2 separate regions of the Canis lupus genome follow, and region 2 is linked to region 1. Evidence: chromatin contacts called from public Hi-C data. All regions are on one chromosome and are shown on one strand. The core of a region is the stretch at or near the end of the contact, and the rest is flanking DNA. Distances in the headings are between cores, read along the strand shown.

Region 1 (5,667 bases), core at 226-2,725:
ACCCCCCCCCCCGGCCCCCCAGCAGCATCAACCCTAAGAAAAGTTAGATGTCCTATTCCGTTTGGGCAGATTAAAGCAAAAATGAAAGGAGGAAAGCTGTTTTTATCTCCAGGGTTAAAATTATTTGCTCTGTAGTTAGGTGTTCATTAGAAGTGACTCTCCAATAAAAGTGAAAATGTCATCTTTGGTTACTGCACTTAGAATTGTAGTTCTTGTTGTCCATGGATTTCATCCTGTATTCCAGATTGTCAGACTGTCTCATATTTCCTTATTCCATTTAAATAGCATTTAGTAGCTGTGGGGTGCATGCTTCTATAACCAGCACATTGCAGCTTACAAATCATAGAGGAGATGTGAACATTTCTAACAGGCCTTGTCATCTACTCTAAGGGTCAGCAACACAGTAAATGGCTTTTGAGCAATGGGGTAATCATGGTTTTCCTGAGAATTACAGTTGCCTAAACTGTGGCTAGTGGCTTGTTTCATACTCCAAGATACTTATTTTGAAGAGTTCAGTCACAATCTTGACTAAGTTATTTGGCACACGCACAAAAATCCCTTTGAAGGCTGATTGTGGAATTTGCTACTAGTGGGCTTCAGACATCAGGACCGTTGTTGCTCTTTTAAAAAGACGTGTGTAGGGATGCCTGTGTGGCTCAGTCCACTGAGCGTCTGACTCTAGATTTCGGCTCAGGTCATCTCAGGGTGATGAGATCAAGCCCTGTGTCAGGCTCTGTGCTGAGTGTGGAGCCTGCTTGAGGATTCTCTGTCTGCCTCTCCCTCTGCCCTCCTCCTGTCCTTGCCTGTTCCATTTGCTTGAGCATGTGCGAGTGTGCTCTCTCTCTCTCTCAAAACAAAATAAAAAGGATGTGCCTAGAGATTTCGCTGAGCATAGAGCACCAAATTGATGTCTTCTCACAATCTTTACTGAAGACCTCTTGTGGGTCATGTAGTATTTGAGGTCTGAGGATGTAGAACAGAGAGAGAGGAGAGCATATTTCAGCTTTATGAAACTTGTTTTCTGATAAATGATAAAATAAAAACCAGCAATGCAGAAATCCATTCATTCACCCGGTGTCTGTTCAGCACCTTCTACGTGCCAGGCATTGTGCTCTGTGCTAGGAACTCAACAGTATGCAAGACAGAAATGGCCTCTTGCCCCCAACGAGGAGACTGACTGGCAGGGAAGACAGACATGCTGACAGATTACCACAAAAAAAAAAAAAAAAAAAAAAAAAAGATTACCACCAAATTGTATTTAAAGATTGTGAAAAAAGAGACTGAAGCAGGATAAGCACAGTTGAGACCAGGCCTTGGGTGTTTCCAAAGCCAGTTCAAGGAGAAGGGCCCTCCCTGGAGGATCGCTGACAAGTACAGCTGTTATTTTCATAATTCTAAAAATAACATGGCCTTAGAGTGTCATCTTTAAAAAGGCCTATGAGAAGGCTCAAAACGAACATTAGATTCATGTGTCAAGCACAAGTGTTTTCAGGCTCACAACTCCACTTGGGCTGTGCTGGGGCAGCCCTCCAGGCAGAAGCTTTGTTTATATTGATTTTTACAGCTGTTAGTGCACTTGCTAAAGTGAGGAAGTAGCTCTGTTGCTGTTTGGTGCTGTGCCCCTCTGCTCCTTGGTAGATTGGCCAAACTATTCGCACCAAGTTGGAAAGCCACAAAATTCTGTAGGTCGCTCCCAGTTCCCTTTAACTCTTCCTTTGTAGCTCAATTTAGCACAATACTCTCCCTTCCTTAAGTTAAAGACGGGCCTGAGAGATTGGGCTGCGGGCAATGCTGTGCACTTTGCCTGTGTTGACAGCGGAGGAGGAAAGAGTGAAGGAGCAGGTCCATCTTGTCCTCATGTTCCACGTTTTTCTCTCCTCACTTGAATGGGGCAGGCAGCTAGCAAAGAGGGCCTTTCTTGGGTTTTCAGCCAGGAACTGATTCTCCATTCACCCTGCCCTGCTTTGCTAAGGGATGTGACTCATTTGAAGGGCCTGATTTTGGCTGGGTCTCATAACCAAGCCCTTGAGGCATGAGTCAGAATTTGTGTGACGGTGGGAAAGCCCCACAGGAACCCTGTGGGGCTCCGTTGGAGACCTTCCTCCTGAGAGGTCCTAATACTATACTCTTACACTCTAGAAGTCCTTCTGTGTAAAAAGCCAAAGTACCCTGGTACTAGAATACGAATGAAGATGCAAATTAAAACTTGGTTTGTTTTCAGTTGCTAGGGCAGAAAGAAATGGATGCAAATTCTGTTTTCATTTACTCTTAAAAAATCCTGTTTCTTTTCTGTGTTAAAGTCTTTCATACATAAATGAAGTCCAGCAACCAATGTAATTGTGTTACTAAACTTATTGTTTTAGCCATTGCATCTTATTCCTTCCAAATCAGGAATATTTTCTTTATAAATGCCACTGAGATCAAGTATAAAAGATGGTACCAGCACCCCTTGGCCATGCTTTTACCTGAACCCTCTATTTTTAGCACGTTTATGGAATCCTGTGGTGTTTTGGTTTTTGTTTTTTGTGGTTTTTTTTCTTTTTTTCTTTTTTTTTTTTACATTTAAAGGGCATATTTTACATACAGTAAAATGCAAAGATAGCCGTTCAGTTTGTTAACTTTTGACAAATTTTATAATCATCACCCACAACCAGAGGACACTTCCATTGCTCTTTCAAGGGATGTCTTCCTCCCCCAGTCTAGGGGAACACTGAATGACTCCTACAATAAATTGGTTTCCCTGTTCTTGAGCTGCATGTAAATAGAATCCTACAGAATGTAGTCTCTTGTGCGCCTGGCTTCTTACCATAATATTTTCGGAGATTCAGCCGTGTTTTCTGGATATCAGTCATAGTCCATTATATTTTATATATAAGAATATCTGGAAAAATATTTTGATTTTTTAAAAAATTTTATTTATTCACGATAGACATACAGAGAGAGAGAGAGAAAGAGAGAGACAGAGACACAGGCAGAGGGAGAAGCAGGCTCCATACAGGGAGCCCAACATGGGACTCGATCCCAGGACTCCAGGATCACGCCCTGGGCCCATGGCAGGCGCTTAAACCACTGAGCCACCCAGGCTGCCCCAATGTCTTGTTTGTTTGTTTTTCCCTAATATTTTGAATTAAATCATGAACTAGTACATCTCTCATAGATAGCAAACTAATAATACTTAACCTTTTAATTTTATTTTTCCTTTAAAGTCAGGTATTTTTTAGTTATTTTAATAATCCCTTTAGCATTTCATTTTATGCAATGCCTTGCCCCTAATAGGAGGAAAGCCAGTGTTTTCTTAAGATGGAAGGGAATGTGTAAGAAGTAACTCCTCTCTCATTTTATAGAAATTCAGGTTTTAATTGCCGTGCTGTGATTGTGCAACATGCCTGCGTGTTCATTGTGAGCGTTAGCCCACTGGCGATCTTACTGATGAGTCTGATACCAGCCCAAAGTGGATTTTTTTTGTGGATGCGTTCCTTCCATGCAGGGAGTTCAAGCGTAATCCGTGATTTTTCCAGAAGGTCAGCTCTTATTGATGTTTTTCACTGATTAAAAATATTCTAAACAGATATTATCAGCCTCATTTGGTAACTGAAGAGCTCTGAGAACAGAAAAGTAAGGGTGACCTATCCGAAATGAAGGAGCGATTCAATCCTGGTGCAGGATATTAGATTCCAAAATATTTGTTCAAGCACATGTGTTCCAAGTTCCCAGAGAAGTTATTGACGCTGACGTTATTTCCCTTCAGGATGACTCATGATTTTTTGAGTCTGCTTTCCACTGTTAGTCATCTGCACTGCTTGGGTTAAAGCAGGCTTTTACTCTGCCTGGATTCCAGCCTCCACAGACCCCACTCCTCTCCCACCCCTCATCCCCCTTGATTCCCACCTCTTGGCTCAGCCACACAACAGTCTCTGCAACCCATTCTGACTCCAGCCAGGAAGGATTTTAAACTTCAGCATTTAGTAGCAGTCCAGCATTAACCTTGTCTTTGTGTTTCCAGTTTTGATGATTTGGCCTGTCCTACCCCCCACCCCAGCCGGCCCCCCGCCAAGTTGCCCAAACCCCTTTCTCAGAAACATGCTTAGGACGTTTATTATTCTTCGTTCTTTATTATTTATTCCCCAGACTCTTTATTCTTCACATTCCATCTTACTCAGAGATGTCTTCTATTTGCCCTCCTCCCCTGGATGTGAAGTCCTCCCTGCACCCCCGGTGGTGCTCCCTGCCCCTGCTTGTGGCACACCCTGATAATGGCCTGCCTCGTGTCCCCAGATTTACTAACTCTACTTCTGTTTTCTCCTTTAGCTGTTCCACCAGTGGCGTCTTAAATCTCAGACCCCAAATTGTGATCCAAGGGCCGTATCTCTTTTCGGGCCACTAACTTAGTCATGGTGCACTGGCTGCTGTAAGTGGGGCCGTGAGTAAGAGTGGGATACAGTTTCCTGCGGTAACAGATAGGAGACTGCACTTTAACCCGACACCTAAGAAAGATCAGGTGTTTACTGGAATGTGGGAAAACCACCACCTGAGCAGTAGAAATCAGCACCTCACATTAAACAATTCTACTCAAAAGCAGCTCCCTGATGTTGGGGAGTGACCTAGTTTTGAGCAGCAGGGTACCTGAAGCAAAGCTAGCACTCCGCAGGAAGTGCTGATGGCTGGAGCTGTGAGCCTTGTTCTTCAGTGTGGAAATGGAGATTTTCTCAATCTTGTGCATATACTTAAAAAAAAAAAAAAAGTGCTCTAGTCAAAATTTTCCAGTATTTGAAAATGTTCTGGGAGTCTCACAAGTTGAGAACCACCACTCTTGCCTTTTTCCTTCTCTGACTGCTGGTCTTCCTGAACTGGCCTGCCTGTCTGTCTGCACATTTCTTGGTTACCACATCCTCTCGCAGGTGGCTTTCCTCCTGGCTCCTGCCCTGGGTTTATTCCCTAGCACTTGGTCTGCCCTTGAGGCTGACTTCATTCCTCCCAGGCAGGCAGGCTCTGAACTGCAGATCTTTACTAAAGGCCCTATTCTGGATCGTACCAGGTCAGCCTGTTTTTGGAAATGAAAAGCTATCTATGAAGGGAAGAGGGATCTTGTTAGCCTTCAGAGAGGGAAATTAGTTCTAGGTGAATGCACAGCCAAAACAGTCCTCATCTTGTTGTCACAGAACCTAGACATCGGTCTGAATTTTAAGGAAAAAAAAAAAAAAGTGGTAACTGTTATAGAACAGGTAAACTGTAGGGCTTATTGTCCAACTAGAGCTAGCGTGTGCCACCACCATTTGTTTTATTAAGCTTCATGAACTCTCAAAGTGGATTGGAAAGGTTCCCTTCTGAATTTTTTACTTTATAAAATGAGCCAGGTTATGGTGTTTCACATGCCTTTCAAAAAGGTTGATTGTGACTTCTGACTTTCAATCTGCAGCTGGTCTAGAAAAGTATAGAGGAATCAATATTTTACAAATATATGTAGAAGATCCATCACCTGTGACTTCTGTACATCATGTTTATTTGTCCACCAGGAGTGAGAAATAATTTAAAGAATAAAATAATTGCGACCAATTGCTTTGTGACTTTTTAAAGCCTAAGTGCATTTGCTGTATGGAGGAGTCACCTTGGCCATGCATTCTGAACTCGTAAAACCACCACTTTCTCAGTGTCATCCAGCATAAGTAC
Region 2 (6,540 bases), core at 3,118-5,617, 69 kb after region 1:
ATTCTTACCGCCTCTTGTTTCATGCCAATGGATGCTGTTTTCCTTGGTTTAGCTTCTGCCAAATTTGCAGTAAATAATAAGAGTTTAGGCTCACAAAAGAGTATTAGGATTATAATAGGATAAACCAAGGAAGATGATGAGAAATCTCAGGATTTAGAAAGACTAAGCTAAAACATAGACTCAGGAAGATGAGGATAAAAATGGAGCAAAAATGTGTCCCCTTTATTCCACGCTTGTGGTTACGCAGAAAGGAGGAGGCCTGAAGAGTTATTATCCTGTTTGGGATTTTGTGTAACTGGCTCCCTTTCTGAGGGGGAAGTAATACTGCACACAAAATACTGTTGGTTTCCTGAAATTCTTATTTGGCTGTCTTTAACATGATGAAAGTATATGTGATTCCTCATGATCTACTATTTGAGGCATTAATAGTGAGCAATAGAAAAAATATCCCTGTACTTATAGAGCTTATATTTTGGTGGGGGACACATTAAGGCCAAAATAAGATACATAACATGGCACAATATGGTAAGTCCTTTAGAGAAGAGTAAAGTAAGGATTATATATGTGTGTTGGGGGTGTGGGGGATGGTTAGGGTTTCAATAGAGTGGTCAGGGCATATCGCAGAAAGAGGGTGTTCAGAACATGACAAGTGAAAAGATCTGAAAGCAGGGGTGCTACAGCAGACTATTTGGAAATCTAGATGAAGGGCATTCCAGGCAGAAGGAATAGCAGAGACAAAGGTCTTGAGGTAGGAGTTTGAGATATATTTGAGGAAGTGGAAGGAGGCCAACATGACAAGCAGAATGAAATGAGGTGAATATAGTAGATAGTGGGGACTTCATAGGCCATTGTAAACACTTTGGTTTTACCCTGAATGAGTTGGGACATCATCGAAGAGTAAGCCTTTGGAGGATAAACTGGGGGTTTTGAGCAGAGGAATGACTTGACCTGCCCCACCCTGTGTTTTAACAAAATCACTTTGTCTGTGTTCAGTACAGAGGAATAAAAGCAGAAGCAGGAAGCACTATTGGACTTTTCAGGAACCCAGGTGAAAGGTGGTGGTGGCTTGGTCCTGAGTGTTAATTATGGTGTTGGTGAGACATACTCAAATTCTCAGTATGTTTTGAAGGTAGAGCCAATATGATTTGTTGACAGATCAGACATGAGGTGTGCGAGAAAGAGCAGTCAAAGATGAATCCAAGGTTTTTGACCTGGGGGACTGTGGAAGGAGCAGTTTGAGGGGAGGATACGTGAAGGCACATAAACATTCTGTTTACAACATGTGAAGTTTGAGACATCCAAGCAGAGATGTCAACATACAGTAAAATATATGGGTCTGGAGTTAAAGAGAGGGGTCAAGCCAGAGATGTGGGGGTTGTCAGCACACAGGTGGCGTTTAAATCTCGGGCACTGACTGCAAACAGCAAGGGGGGAGATAAAGACACCCTGGACTGAGCCATGGGGACTCCAGTGCTCACAAGTCAGGGACCTGAGCAAGAATCCACAGAGGAGGCTGAGAGGGAGGAGCAGTGAGATTGCAGGAAAATGAGGAGAATCCTGGAAGCCAAATGAAGGAAGGTATAAAGTTGGAGGGAATGACCGAATCTGCTCATGAGGATGGGAAATTGGATTTAGCAGTGTGGAAGAGACCTTGGCAAGAGAAGTCTCAGCTGAATGGTGAAATACAAAATAAAGCGGATTGAACACAATACGAGAGAAAAGGAATTGGATATGCAGCATTTAGATAACACTTTTAATTTTTTTTTTCTGAACATGAATGCAGAACGAGAGGTTATTATATATTAGGATGAAAGGAGGTTTTCTATTTAGTTAGTGGGAAGATGGCAGGAATTGCCCCTACCCTGGCCAGGTGAGGTTGTAGCATGGGCGGTGGGCGGAGCTCGTCCTGTGATGCTGCTTCTATGCGGCCTTCCGTCCAGGCTCTACACCACCTGCCTTCCTGGAGCCTGGCCGGGATTATCCTTGTCTTCTGCAGTAAGAGTTATGGCAACATGCTAGTGTTGGATGGTGTCATCCAGAGAGGGTTGAGTTCTACCAGGAGATGATAGCCAACCTGCCCCTCTGCAGCCAACCCAGCCCATGCAAGATACTGATCATCAGGGCTGGGGAGGGGGGTGTTCTGCAGGAGGTGGTGAAGCATTCCTGCATGAAATCTGCCTGTGATCCAGTGTGAGACTGACAAGGACGTCATCCAGGTCTCTAAGTAAAGTTCCTGCCAGGCATGGCTGTGGACGGCTGCAGCTCCAAGCTGACCCTACGCGTGGGTGATGGTTTTGAGTTCATGGAACAGAGCCAGCATGCCTTCACTGTTACCATCACTGACTCCTCAGACCCCAGAGGTCCTGCCAAGAGTCTCTTTGAAGAGCCCTATTATCAGGTCATGAAGGTGGCTCTCAAGGGTGATGGTGAGTGTCATTTGCCAGGGCGAGTGTCAGTGGCTGTGCCTGGGGGGACCCCATCAAGGAGATGGGGCAATTTTACAAGTCACTATCCCTGTGGTGGCTACTGCTTACTGTACCATCCCCACCTACCCCAGTGACCAGATAGGCTTCATGTTGTGCAGCAAAAATCTGAGCACCAACTTCCAGAAGCCCGTGCAGCAGCTGGAACGGATGCAGCTGAAATACAACTCTGATGTGCACCAGAAGGCCTTTGACCTGCCTGGGCATGCCACCCAGGCCTGAATGATGTGAGCTGAGTCCACATACTGTAGCCCATGCTGCCCAGGACCTCCAACCAGGGAGCCTCTAGGACACTTGGGTGTGACAAGCCTAGGACAAGACCCCCTGCCCCAGTGGCATGCCTGTCAAGCAAGTGTTATAGGCCCTAGAATACTGCCTGGCATGCCCTGCTAGGCAAACTGTCTGTCTCAATGTGGTGTTCAGTCTCCAAGCCTATACCAGCTGTGTACAGGGGGCCAAAAAAAAAAAAAAAGGCAGAAGTTTCTGTTTATAAGGTGGTGGAAATTAATCCAGTAGGGAGAAAAATTCTGATGATGCAGGAGTGAGAAGGAAGGATTTCTGGAATGACATCCTTGAGAAGGCAAGAAAGGGATGGAATCTGGTCCATAAGTGGAGAGGTTGGATACCCCCCACAGCTGTAGAGACAGTTCATTCTTGGAAGTAGGGAAACCAGTGTATTGGGACCCAAGTTCAGTAGTTTTGCTCGTAGGAGCTTGTTGCAGTTTTTTCTTGATTGCTTCTTGTTTACCAGTTAAGTGAGAAGCAAGATTAGTTAATTAGTTAAGATTGAGGAAGGAAGAAGAGATGAAGAGACCTAAAGAGAGAGGAGAAGGTATGAGACAGTCATCTGGGAGCCAGTACTCTGGGAAATGTCCTGGCAATGCTAAGAGCCCACTTGAGGTTTGTGGTCATGACGGGTGTGTGCTTTTCCCATTCAAGTCCAGTTTGGGGAAGCAGGTGTACAGTAGGCAACACGTTTGATTTAACCAATTTGGGGATTTCTGTAAGTTACTGCAGTGAAGTAAGACAAGGCTGAGAGAGGTTCAGGATATTTGTAAGAGAGTAGAGGACCAGGGATATGAGCAGGATGGGACGATAGGATCAGGAGAGTTAGACCTGAGTGGGGCTTCATAATTCTTGCAGTTGGGGTACTGGCAAGAGTAAACTGGAAAAATAGGTAGTTGGAGAATCAGGATCTTTTTAACTAAGGGAGGAAATACAGTAACCAGTACAGACAAGGTCTAGGATATGAGCATTGGAAGGAGAGGCTGGGGCAGGGTAGAGTTGCGAGCACAGGGTGTTGGAAGGTGGGGAGGTAGTTATGTCAGGAGAAAGTCTTTGAGACCTTAACAGTGAGACAGGAATTAAATCTCTAATGAAGCAGGGGGAGTGACTCAGGGTTCAGTAGATGGCTGTCAAAGACATGACCAGAGAGGTAGAAGAGAAATCTGAAGGATGGCAGGATAGAAGCTAAGAAGCAGATGACGTGGTGAGTAGTTTTGGGTGCTGCGTAGGGGCTCAGCAGCACTGACCTTGTGGGCTGGATTTCTGTGTTGTGGGAGATGCCCTGTGCATTGTAGGCTGTTCAGCAGCATCCCTGGCCTCTACCTGGGAGGTGCAGAGGTCCCTCTCTCCAGCTGTGATAACCAAATATGCCCAGACATTGTTAAATGTCTCCTCATTTAAGAACCAGGGAGTTAAATGAATACCGAGAAAGCCTTAGGGTCGGGTCACTGATGTCCTTATATAGAGCTGCTTCTAGGGAGTGCTGGGGATGCCACTGTAACCCAGTCTGGAGTGGATTGTGGAATAAGCAGGAGAAAAAAATAGGAGATCTTGACCTCTCTTTCCATGGGTTTGACTGTCAAGGGCTGGAGGATGAGAGAGCAGTGAGTGGAAGAGACTGAGAACCAGAAATGACATCCTTCTGTCGGGTGGAGCTCTGAACACACTTAAATATCGATGAGAAGAATCTGTGTGAGGGGAACACAGAGAGAGAAGAGTGGCTTTGAAATGGGCGTGGAGTGGTGTGTAGATGTGAAGGAGTCCACGTTAGATGGGAGGAGCAGCAGGTGGATGCTACTGGCTTATGGATTTGCTGGAGAGAAGCAGAGGGAGTTTGCGTCCAGCAGCTTCCATTTTCAGCTACTGAGAGTGAAGAGAACAGAGTGCTGAGGCCTCAGTGGGGGGGGGGGGGGGGGAGGAGGAGGAGGAGGAGTTGTTGTTGTTGTTGTTGGCACTTTGAAGCTGTTGTGGAGAGCTAGAGACCAAGCTGGCTTGGAAAACCCGAGGAAAAGTACTAGGATGTCTGGGCAGTGGTGAGGGCCTGAATGGGGCTGATGAGTCTGAATTTACAACAACACCAACCTTCCCTGCTGTAGTTTCTCCAGTATCCCTCAGACACCAAGAAAGCAGATCATAGGCTTCCCCCTGAATTGGGGCTTTGCCAGCTGGTCATGATGGAAAGTGCAAAATATTGGCAAGAGTGCTCCCTAAATAATGAGCTTGGGAAATGTAACCTTATAAAAGCTCGAATCTGCAGATTGGGAGAAAAAGTCCTGGGGCACTGAGGTCATTGTGAAATGAGAAGGAGATGGTAGTTGTGCTCAGAAAGGGAGATTTCTGATAAGTGATTTTGGAAAGAGAACTTTTCAAGTGATGACAAGGTCCAGGGTGGGACCATGGAAGTTAGTGCATAAAAGGGAGAACATCGCTGGTGTCCAGTTACTAAGGGACCAAGGATCTTCAGGACCTGGAAGACTGGGAATAAGGCAGGATCCTTTTGCTCAAGCTTTTCTTTACTTGGATTTGTACTTTTGAGTCTCCTACAAAAAAATAGGATGGCTTTGCTTTGTGGCTTTTGGCACTAAGCTCACCAAACTAAAAGAGAAAAGAAACTCACCCAAAAAAGGAAACCAAACAAAGGAACGTGGATTTGGCAAAAGAACTCTCAAAAGGAAAAATGAGACCAAAGATGGGCTAGTAAGAACTGCTGAGTTGACCCATTTGCTGTGGTAGGAATTTGCATGGCATTTCAACTTTGAAAGCATTTCGTGCATTCAGGAGCAAAAGGTGAGGGAGTGTGTACTTTGCCTGAATATGGAGGGAAAGGGACCTACACATTTGCTTTACGTGACTGATTCAGGAGCTACATTTGTGGATTTGTTAGGATTGGAGGGGTAGGAGCAAAAATAGGCAGTCCAGCACGCGAAGTCTCAGTCAGAGATTTCTTTCTGAGTCACTTCTTCGGAATGCAGAATGTATTTTCCCAGAGAAACAGTCATAAATGGTAATGGGACTTCTGGGCCCAGCCAGGCCAGCCCAGCTAAGGCCAGTTTAACTCAGAGAGTTAAGAAAATTATCACATTCCATACTAATAATCCTCCGGAACACTCCAATCTTATTTTTTCCATTATTACTAAAATTTTAGAATGAAAGTAAAGTCCAGAGTGAGTGTGCGAGTGGAAGCTTATGGAAAAAATTCTTAGTCTGATGAGCAAGAGGAGGATTGATTTTGATTTATGTTAGATTTTGAAGCAGTGATCTAAAACTTGAGAAAGACAATTTAATGGTTTGAGAAAAACAGGATAAAGAGCTTATCAGCTTCTATATTTCTTTTGACTTTTCTGTTAATGAAGGTGAACTTTATTTAAAAAAAATTTTTTTTTAAATTTTGATTGAAAAGTTTCAAACCCTGGAAAGGAGCTGTAGAAGCCTATGCTGCATGAAACTATTGTAGAAAGAAATATCATTATCCCAAATGAGTTTAAATTTCTTAGCTAGAAGGATTATGTATCAACCAGGGTATTAAAAGAACATGTGGATTTGCTCATGGTAATGTGGAGGTGATATGGGGGCCGAGACAAGTACCAGAATAGAAGGACAAATGTGACAGTTTTCCAGAAGGGATGGGTTAGGGTAGAAGTTGGACATAGACTACATTCTGATAAATGGAGATATTGACACTGGAGTATTAATCTCCAGGAATATTACAGAATGAGATTTTTAAGCAGATGGTTTGTGAATGTTAGAAAAAAGGAAAGGTCATCAGGAGCCA

The links. A called contact is a pair of places that touch in the nucleus more often than the background predicts.
Region 2: a contact with region 1 is called in a Hi-C map of tumor fibroblasts, with 8 times the contacts expected there. The contact joins two enhancer-like sites. A contact is called at or near these places in 2 of 9 Hi-C or Micro-C datasets (amygdala and tumor fibroblasts).

Annotation. Positions count from the first base shown.
Region 1 is chr27:37,493,991-37,499,657 of UU_Cfam_GSD_1.0, forward strand. All of the region lies in intron 1 of ANO6 (anoctamin-6), which reads left to right. Among named protein-coding and RNA genes, the nearest start is that of ANO6, 13 kb to the left of the region's middle. Within about 2 kb of position 1,476, at least 10 of the 20 cell types and tissues checked have an H3K27ac peak or open chromatin away from gene starts, as enhancers often do.
Region 2 is chr27:37,560,419-37,566,958 of UU_Cfam_GSD_1.0, forward strand. All of the region lies in intron 3 of ANO6 (anoctamin-6), which reads left to right. Among named protein-coding and RNA genes, the nearest start is that of ANO6, 80 kb to the left of the region's middle. Within about 2 kb of position 4,368, at least 3 of the 20 cell types and tissues checked have an H3K27ac peak or open chromatin away from gene starts, as enhancers often do.